2 separate regions of the Zea mays genome follow, and region 2 is linked to region 1. Evidence: chromatin contacts called from public Hi-C data. All regions are on one chromosome and are shown on one strand. The core of a region is the stretch at or near the end of the contact, and the rest is flanking DNA. Distances in the headings are between cores, read along the strand shown. Region 1 holds the start of LOC100282085. Region 2 holds the start of LOC100383737 (10A19I.15).

What was found. Hi-C and Micro-C count contacts between places; a contact is called where the count stands out from the background.
Region 2: a contact with region 1 is called in a Hi-C map of leaf, with 4 times the contacts expected there. The contact joins the promoter of LOC100383737 here to the promoter of LOC100282085 in region 1. A contact is called at or near these places in 4 of 25 Hi-C or Micro-C datasets (all in leaf).

The regions. Positions count from the first base shown.
Region 1 is chr5:179,049,416-179,054,877 of Zm-B73-REFERENCE-NAM-5.0, reverse strand. LOC100282085 reads left to right here and starts at 2,311. Exons shown (of 7, transcript NM_001154998.2): 1 at 2,311-2,584. The coding sequence starts at 2,457.
Region 2 is chr5:179,338,236-179,343,470 of Zm-B73-REFERENCE-NAM-5.0, reverse strand. It overlaps LOC100383737 (10A19I.15), which reads left to right and starts at 1,859. Exons shown (of 5, transcript NM_001176374.1): 1 at 1,859-2,087; 2 at 3,299-3,371; 3 at 3,547-3,756; 4 at 4,332-4,707; 5 at 5,189-5,235. The coding sequence starts at 3,547. It overlaps LOC103627327 (a long non-coding RNA gene), which reads right to left and starts at 1,737. Exons shown (of 3, transcript XR_553538.4): 1 at 1,263-1,737; 2 at 802-1,112; 3 at 1-698.

The DNA of each region.
Region 1 (5,462 bases), core at 1,062-3,561:
AGAGATAAAAATTGTTACAATCATCCATGTTTACAATTGCAAAAAAACATTTGAATTGATCCATTAATAAGGATGCATTTAGAAGCTATTATGTGGTCACTCAAGGTGTCGTCTAGACAGATGAGTCGCCAAACAAGTTCTTGTATATATTTGTTTCCTTAATTTCTAAGAAAGCAAAAAGATTATGTCCTGTGATTATAATTTCATTGGCAGTGCAACCTTTACATGTTGGCCATCTCGCATTCTCTAATTACCATAAAGAATTGTTGTTTTAAGATATGTTGATCTCTCACCAGTAACACTTGGTTGAGTAGGGAAATGATGCTGACCATTTTTGTATAAAAACAATAAATGAACAACTACAACTTGAACTTATTACTGAAATAGCTAATGAAACAAGCCATGATGTAAGAAATCCATGGCAATGAGAAATTTCTGATACTGTAACTAGAAAATTGAAATGCATTTCAAAGGAAGATCAAACTGAGAAAAAAATTAAAATGCACTTCAAAATTGAAATGCACTTCAAACATCTAATTTCGATTGCGCCATTGGTGTGGTTGCGTCTGGTGCCGTCCGGCGAATTGTTCGTGGAGTTGGGGTGCAATGCTTTTTCTCTTCATCCTCACGATGGCACATTGGAACCGGTCAAGGGACATTAATGGACACATTCACCATGATCGCTCCAGCGGCAACTGGCGGCCTCCTCTGCCTCAGCCTGATAACGGTATGAACGAGCTCCCCTCTTCGATTGTGGTGGTATCAATCCGTGGTATCTTTGTTGCGATTGAATTTGAACTTACTCCATGTCTAGATCTAGTCCTTGTTCTTTGTTATTAGATGATTTGGATACCGATTCAATCAAGCTTAGGATTAGAGTTGAAATTGCCCGGTTGTTGTCGGCTTCCTCATGTATGAATTGTTCTTTCCACTATGCCATTAGATGCCAGAGATTCTATCTTTGCACGATTATCACATCTACTGGGTATAGCCATTTCTTTTTGGGGGAGTAGTAATTGGGAGGGCACTCCAATTGCGAGATAGCAGTGTTGTTCCTGTAGAGGTAGGGATTCAAAACATCTATTCAGCCATAGGCTAGTTTGCAACTCTACACAGTACATAGTATTTTAAAGATGCATCATGGGTTTGAAGTAGCCTCTCTGCATTTTGTGTGGGGAGACTTGCTTCCCTTCTCCATGCACCACTCATGTGGGAGCCTTCAGCACCCATGGAAGTGCTAGTATCTCTGTTTGATCTTCCTTTGAAGTGCATTTCAATTTTCTAGTTTAAGTGTGGAAACTTCTCATTGCCATGGATTTCTTACATCATGGCTGGGTTTCATTAGCTATTTCAGTAATAGGTACAAGTTGTAGTTGTTTATTTATTTTTTTAACAAAAATGTCAACATCATTTCCCTACTTAAACAAGTGTTACTGGTGAGAGGTCAACATATCTTGAAACAACAATTCCTTCTTGAAACAACACAGTTCGAACCAGTTCGGCTCGGCTCAAAGTGGCTCACGAGCCGAGCCGAGCCAACCTTTTGGGCTTGTTGTTGTAGCGAGCCAAGCTGGCTCGTTTTGACTCACGAGTTGTGCCAAATTACTTAATATGTAGAATAATGATGAATATTGAATAATTTTATAGATAGTCAATTTATTCCATAGTGTTTTATCATAGATATATGACAATTTATAATTTAGATTATTCATAATTATGAATGAGATCTATTTATTTCATATTTATATATTAATAATTCACTATATAATGCAATTATATATATCAGGGTGTGGCTCGCGAGCCACCTTCGAGCTGAGCCTATCTCTCCAGCTCATGAAATGGACGAGCCGAGCCGAGCTCGGTCAGCCACCAAGCTGTACCGAGTCAAGGTCAGCTCGTTTCCGCCCTAGTGGCACGGATGAATGTCGGATGAAAATGATAAATTTTGTGGTTAAGGAGAAGGTTGTGGTCTATTTTAGTTAAGTTTTGTAAACTATATTTATGATACAATATAAATATTAATTATTGATGACAATATAATATAGGTGTGATTGAGGGCCGACAGGGGCTGCAATCCGGACAGCCTCTCCTAGATCCGCCTATGCTAGTATTGAGTATTTCTCTGTATTCAAAACAGTTTTATAAATCCTTCCCAAATTTTTACAGACAACACTTTGCACACGTGAACAAATTCATTCGATCAAACCGAGCCCATTGCCCTTGCCCCCCAGCCGCGCAAACGTGAGCGCGACTTGGCAGGCGTGCTCGTCCGGTCTTCGTCCTGGTTCCCTGTGCCCCCACTGTTCCAGCATCAGATATTCAGATCAGATCGATCAGACCAGAAAGTTTGCGCTCGTCTGCTTGGTAAAGGAAAGGAGAAGTTTCCGAAATAGGGGCGGCGCGCCGGGCGCATTTTGGTTGCTGGATTGGAACCGAGCGAACGCGCCGGAGTCCGGATGGGCTCCTCGTCCGCTCCGGCGGCCGCGGCCGCGGCCGCGCCGAGCCGGCGCAAGGTGGCGCTCTACCTGGCCCTCCTCACCCTGCAGTACGGCGCCCAGCCCCTCATCTCCAAGCGCTTTGTCCGGTAAACCCATCTCGCACGCGCCGGCCAGGGTGCCTTCCCTAGTTGTTTTTGTAACAGTAGATGCCTTTTCTACCCTAGAATGCTCGTGATCGATTTTTTTCCAGACCATTACTTTTTCTTCCAGTTAAGGCTAAGGCATGTACAATTTTGAAGTCGCGCAACGAGCGAATTCTACTTGCTCCCTCGGTACGGTAGACATCCACATTGTGGAGTCATGGGAGCCTATGCAGTAGCATTTCACCTATTCACGGGAAATTGGGATACATTGATCTGAGTATCTGACACAGAAGCTTTTGGCTGCCTCCATAATCTGAGACCTGGGAGCTTCAGGATGGTTAATACAGCACACATCATTTTCTTTCCGAAAAAATGACGACCTACATGTGGGAGATTACTGCCCATAGCCTTATGCACAGCATTGCAAAAATCTTCCCCAAACTTCTTGCAAACAGATTGGCACTACACCTCCGTGGCATCGTGTCAACTATCAAACTGCCAAAGTGCCTTCATGAAAAAGCATTGTATCCAAGACAATTTCTATTTGTCTAGAACACAATTTGTTGCCTATACACACGTAAAACATTCCCTCTGTTCCTAAAGCTAGACATTGCTAAGGTCTTCGACTCAGTTATCTGGGGTTATCTCCTTGAACTTTTCCAAAGGTTTGGTTTGGCCTATAATGGTGGCACTGGATCTCTATCTCTCTCGGAATAGCAACCTCAGGGGATCTCTTCAACGAGATCCCCAGCGAATGCTTACACATGGGCACATAGCAAGGGAATTTGACAAGGTAGCCCCTTCTCATCAATGCTCTTTATCCTAGCGATTGACCGCATGATTGAGCTAGCTTCAGAACAAGTTATGCCTGCTCTCATTGGCTCACAAGAGCCCAATCTTCACATTTCCTTATACCCAGATGATGCAGCTATTTTCATCATCACAGCTTGCCAGAATTGGACACCATTTGCCACATCCTCGACACTTTTGGACAGGCTTCTGGGCTGGTCATGGTCCTACAAAAATGCTCCATCCTGCCAATTAGTTGTGAGGGAGTCAACATCGACCAAATCATTTTATGCTTACCACTTTACCGGGGCAGTTCTTGTCTCTCTTGCCAATATCTCGGCCTAAGAAAACTCACCAAAGCACATATTCAGCCTATCATTGATAAAACCGGGACAATACTACCTAGCTGGAAAGGCCGGCTGACTTGTTCAACTCGGTTCCCTCATCAGTTCCAAGATACACGTTCATTGATTTTATCTTCTCCAAATGGGCCAAAAAGCAGTTTGGTAGGATATGCGGTTCCTTCCTTTGGATGGGGCGTGACAATGCGAGCGGTGGCCAATGTCTTGTAGCTTGGAAACACTTCATGCACCCCTCAATTTGGCATCTTGGACCTTGGAAAATTCAGCCGCGGGGGCCGCACACTTCGCCTACAGTGGCTTTGGTTAGACTGGACTGAAAAGTCCAAACCATGGGCAGGCGCTGAACTTCCAAGCCTTCTTGAAACCTGCCTTCATTTCAACTGGAGATGACAACAAGGCCTATTTTGGCAAGACAAGTGGCTCAACCAAAGTACGCCCAAATACATAGCACCATTCCCTTGTTCAAGCTGATTAGGTGCAAGAACGACTCTGTCGCCATTGGACTCTCAGGTGGGAGGTGGATTTGCATTCTGGCTCACAATATTGCTACAGTGGTCCATGTCACCTAATTTGTTGATCTTTGGTCACAAGTTCAGCAGGTCGAGCTCCTGGCAAACAACCTTAACACCATCGGCTGGAGATGGACAAAAGATAGCTTCTACACCTCAAAATCAGCCTACCTTTCACAATTCAAGGGTTCCTTCTTGCTGTTTGACCCCAACCTTGTGTAGTTGTGTGGAAGACCAAAACCAAAAATAAACACACATTCTTTGCTTGTTACGCTAGTCCAAAACAAAATTTTCATAGCAGACAACCTTGCAAGGGGTTGGCCACACCGGTCCAGAAAAGGCAATGCACCTTTGCCTTAACTGCCTCTTCTCAAACTTTGTTTGGGTGTGAGTACTCTCTATTCTTACATGGACCTCCCACAGAACGTCACGGCAGACGACTTCGCAAACTGTAGTGTCAGATGGTTGGTGGCATCAAACCTCCAAAGCCACGCCAAAACCTTCATGTCATGAGCTCAATGGGGGTGGGGGTGGGGAGGGGGTTTCATAATATACATCATGTGGAATATTTGGAAAGAGAGAAACAGAGGCATCTTTGAACATTCATCGCTCAATGCATATGAAATGACATTCCGCACCGTGGAGGACATTAACCAACGTAGAAACGCCCCTTTATAGCACCTTAAGAATCCCTATGTACTTTTCCGTTTTTCTTCTCTTTCTCAACATCAGGTCCTGGATGTTTATCCACACCTCTCGCCTGAATGTTTATCAGGTTTGCATCTTTGCTCCCTTTTAACTGATTAGGCAGAGCTAAGGGTGGTAATGGGTTCTAAATTTTACACTATAAAATTTAAGGATTGGATCAGAATCGGATTAGGACCGGTCTCTATTTCTATTCATTTTTGAACTAAAATTAATTAACGGCTCAAATGAATTGTGAAGAAATATCTGGATCGTGATCCATTACCACCCCTAGGCAAAGCTCCTGCCTCGTTACGCAAAAAAAGACAAAAAAATGATCGATTCTTATTCTAGTTAGGTACTGTTATAGTCAGTTGAGACTTGGTATTTGCTTGATAAATTGGATAGGGTAATAAATTTTCTTGTTCAAGATCAAGCAGATAGGTTCATCTATGTGACAATGGTATAGATGAACTGGATGAACATGTGGTATAGATGAATCAGATGGACATAGCTCCCTTTCTTTGGTAATATCTT
Region 2 (5,235 bases), core at 610-3,109, 290 kb before region 1:
TGCTAGTATAGGTAAGCATAATCGAACAATTCTGTTCCTTTACAAGTTTCTTCTCTATGCAGCTCATATCTTTTATTGGTTTATTACGAAATAATTAATTCAGGTGAAACCACCGAAAAAAGTATTTTACAAGTACGAGGGCAATTGTCAGTCTTGCAAACTTTAGAATTTCCCTGTTTCATATCATATGCGCACACAGAATTACTACGCCTGGTGAAGCGAGTGGTGGAGGATCACCTATACATTGCCCCCTCCGCTTTTGTTGCAAGGAGGAAACAATGCATAAAACAATTTATGCAAATTCTTTTCTTATCTGTAATAATGTGCTTGATAAAAGATTGACATCAAATTTCATACATATATATAATTTAAAAATATTATTAAACTTGTCCTAACAATTCGGGTATCAACATTCGTCCCTAAATGTGGTAGGATATACATGCATACCCTATCCATAAAATAAAGGAAAGTTACGAGGATGACACTGACGACTGTGGCGGGGACGACGACCCTGGCATGAATGATGACGACTGTGGCGGGGACGACGACTCTGGCATGAACGATGACTGTGGCTCGAACGATGGGTGTGGCGGGGATGATGGCGGTGTCCCTTGATCTTCGTCGTGGAACAATCTTTTAAGTAGATCCAAATTCTTAGGTGGTTCATTTATCATATGCTTAAATACGTTCGCACATTTCTAGAAAAATGAAACAAACAAACATATATATAATTAGAATATACTAATACTTGAACAATACAATTAATTAGATTTAATCAAAGAGATACGTGCAAGAGAATACCTTTGTCTTTTTTATGTACATCCTGCGGCTTTTCAACTCTCCCATATTTGACGAGTGGATACGAAACAGAACATAACTGTCATACAGCTGTTTCATACAGTTCCATTTGTTCATCAGAGTCTTTTTTGAAACTGTTGAATTCACCGTAGAAAATTTTTGCGACAAGTATTCCAGAGCCTCGTCATGTAAGGAGGGCTGCCTCTGGGTTATTAGCCCGTCGTCAAGCAATTGAACGCAGCTCCTGCAAAAAAAAGTGTCCAGATTCGAATCCCAGCGGAACCTACCCTCGTTCTCGGCCATATTTTTTCAATCTACAAAAAAAAAAAAAAAATCGAACGAACTCACCAAAAAAAGAACTTTAAATTACGACGAAGCATATACATAAGTCTTTCATCTATAGTGTAATAACATATCAGTACAAAGTATGTATTTACAGATAGCACAGGGATAAGAAAACTCACTTAAAACTGCCGTGTACGTACAAGAGGGCAATAATGCACGACTGATGAGGTGCCTCTCTATCTGACTGTCTGGACTGTATGCTATACCGCCTACGGCCAGCAGCTGGAGATTGATGTGGATTTTTCAGATCGCGTTTTGTCTCTCTCTGGAGGCCATGCCCATGGGAAGAATAAATATAAGGCAGAAGCCACGAATTAATGGCGTGCATGCATGGGCAGCATGCAGCAACAGCACTCTTCCGTGAAGAGGACCGAGTCCTCTGTTTCTTCCGTTCTTATCCAAGCGAACAACAGGAATTGGTCTTGGTTCTTGTGTGATCTCGCTGGCGCGGGGGAAGCCTTGCTGGCGTCATCACCGCGTGCTTCCCGAATGGCGCTCAATAAATAAAACTATTATTATTACGGATAGCATGGTCGCTAGCTACATGGTTATCAGTAAGCCCGTTTTTTGTTTTTGTTTTTTCAGATGTGTGGCTGAATCTGGCAATGGAACAACTGTAGGTCTAGTACACAGAATTTCAGTCACGGAAGGCGAAGGATGGTATTTTAAGGTGGGCCGTAGGAAACCCCGACACAAACGAACCCCATCCGCCAAATTGGCTCGTGTTGCCGGGCTACACAAACGAGCCCATTCAGGGGATTCTTTATTTTATCTCATATTTTAACGTATTTAATAATTTAGAAATTATAACAAAATAAAACTAAAATAACTAAAAATTAGTCACAGTAAACCAAACATCCATTCCTTCATCCCGTGTCCGCCGCCGGCGAGTCTACCCAGCCGCGGGGCTCGGTGCCCCGGCCATCCATCCCCTGCGAATCTCGGTGAGTCCACGACTTCCTTTCCCTCTGCTCTCCTCATCATGCTCCCTGTGCCTCACTGAATCCTGCGCCCGGCGCAGTGGTCGTGGCGCTGAGCCTGGCGGCGCGGTGCGTGGACGCCGCGAGGCACGTGCGGCCGAGCCTTCTCGCTGGCTGGCTGCCTTTCTCGGAGTTGGACCTGGACCCTCCGTGGGTTTAAGGAATAGTTGCTAGAGGCTAGAGCAGGGACAGAAGGCAGAGAGTGTCTCCATTAGACCGTGTAACGCTGAACTGTAGATGGGATCTGCTGGAGATAGCCTCAGTCTTTTTTTTTTCCGAAAGGAGATAGCCTCAGTCTTTTTTCACGAAAACAGGGGAGAACAGATGGAAAGGCGATGGTCTGAACCTCCGCTTTGGATCTGTTGGGCAGTGGGCTGCTGGAGTTATGTAAGGAATATGGATGCATCAGCAGGAGATGCCTTCAGCTAGATTTTAATTTTTTTTCTTACTTCTTTCTATAGGAACAGCCATGATCATGATGGCTGATGATCAGCTGAGATGAGATAGTCACGATCTGGAAGGGGTCCTGGATTCCTCTCCAAACGTTTTAGGGCATTATTGAGTGAATTCTTGCTCTTGAAATTTAAATGCCGTGATAAAAAGAGTAGCGTATCCTACTAGCTCCCTCTACCTGTTCTACTATGAAAAGTTGCTTTATAAAATGTTTTCTAAAACAGTTTCATCCAATGAACAAAAATATCTCTCTCTACTCAAATCTATAAACTGCAGCTGATGTGTTGGAGCAGAGCTACATGTTTCTTTTTCTTTTCTAGAACCATAAGTATTTTTGCACATGTGCCAAGCTTCTTGTGGCTCATTTAAATAAAAATATCTCTCTCTACTCAAGTCTACATTGCATAGTAGCTTTTAGTATGTCTCCAGCACGATTACTATCACTTTTAGAAACCCCACAAAAATTTTAGGGCCTTTGGCTGCTTTCATCTTTGTTGCTTGAAACAGATTTTTTGTCACCTGAGGTTCGTCAACAACTTGTCTGCAAGTATTAAAAAATCATCACGCAATTCTTTTGAAACAGAATGTTTCAAAGGAACAAACGTGGCCTTTCGAGAGATACGACTTGCATTTTCGAAGTTTCATTATTATCTATTATTTGTTGCTTCACAGTAGAAACATCGTTTTGTATATGTTGTCTCACATTCTCATCCAATGAACAGATCCGCCCTCAAAGGGAGTCAAGCCTCCTCCAGCCTTTCCTTTCAAATCGGATTTGTTTGCTCAAGTTGCAAGGTACAGATTCCCTAACACATTGCATATATACAGATCAGTTCGATTGTTGCTTGCTTGAGATTATTTCCACAAACAATGAACTTATATGTACTTGTGAATACATAGCATAATGATGTGATTCCAGATTCATTATGATGTGCCATATGTTTTTTTTGTATTTGATGCTTAAATGTAGATGGATAAGAGGACCAAGGTTGCAGTTTGTGTTGCTGCTGCACATAACTTACTGTCAATGATGGCCGTGATTATTGCGTCTAGAAAAAGAAAACGAAATGCAAGGAGCGCACAGATTACCTATGCACCATTGCATGTGAGTGGTACAGGCTGGGATGAAGATAATTTTGTTATTACTCTGGATGAAGAGCACTATAATGGTTATGTTAAGGTACCATTGGAACATCCTCTACCTGCAATATGTTTATACTCACCACTTCATGCCGATGGTTCTGTCAGTTCCTATCTTTTCCTCAGTCCTTTATAAAAGGGGCTGCTTTAGATTTGTTGCCTGGTCTTATCTTTTTGGCTGTTTGGACCAGCATGTTTTCACGCTTCTTGATGTGTTGTAACCTGTAAAAACTTATCTAAGCAAACAATCTATGATAGATGTATAGCAGTCGCAGGTGGTGAATACTGAGATTGTTACTGGATACCGTCAGGCTTGCTATCAGATTGTGCTGCTAGAGGTAGTAGTTCCTGAGTGAATTGAGCTGTGACAGCGTGCTGACGAGAGGCAACAGGTTTTGCTGTCGCTGCAGCCATCACTTGAGCTTTTCATGTAGTTATTGTGTTGTTGGTCCATACTCCATAGTTATCTTTAGTTCATCACAGGTGGACTAGTGCCACTCATTTCTGAATTTAACATTTCCTCTTTCTGAAAGTTTCTTTCTTCTGTAAGTATATAAGTTATGGTAGGACATATGAGTTGTTTGCTGACTATTATTGTTTCCTATCCAACTGTAGGATGACAAAAGCGATGCTGATTGTTTAAACAAGCCTTTTGAACACTTTGATGAGATGCAAACAATATTTGGAAATACCATGGCCACATGTAAGTTTGCAAAGGATTCCAGTGCAGGTCTAGGTGAAGATGATGAAACTGAAAATGAAGAGGTGACGGCACGTGCTTTCACTAAAAGGCAGTTCGCTTGTGATGATAATGTCGCAACATCTTCTGCAAGCAAGAGCAACAAGAAGGCAAAAAAACGTGACAGTGAAGAGGAGTTGATTGCTGCATTCAAAAGTGTCGCGGATAAGCTATCCAATGCTATTGAGAAGGTTGCCACATGGGACACTGATGTACCAGATGATCTTTTTGACAATTTGCTAAACCTTCCAGGTGTGTGCTCTGTTTGTATGTTGAAACATGAATCCTGTTTTCTATGTTGTGTATGTTGCTTTTGGTGGTTTGTGGAAACCTGAAACCTGTTTTCTATGTTGTCTATGCTTTTGGTGATTTTTGGTAAAAAGAAAGATGTTGTGTATAATGTAACCTGAAACCTGTTTTGCATGGTGGTTTATGAAACCTGAAATGTATTTTGGACATAGGTTGCTGTCCGAACCATACAAGCAGCATGCAAAATAGCACCTTCTTTGCTAACCTTGTATAACCATGTGCCATACAAAACAGCAGCTTCTTTGGTCTGAACCACAGAAGCTTTATCTTCCCCTTTACTATCTTCTGTTGAATCTTATGATGCAGTTGCAATGCTCTATTGATCTTTGATAGTACCTACACAATGCAGCCACTAAATCTGGTTGTAACTCTAGTTACCACTTACCAGCATATATTGTTTTTGACAATTTGCTAAACTTTGCAGGTTTTGAGCAGACCCACATATCTCTGTATTTCAATTATTTGGTGGCG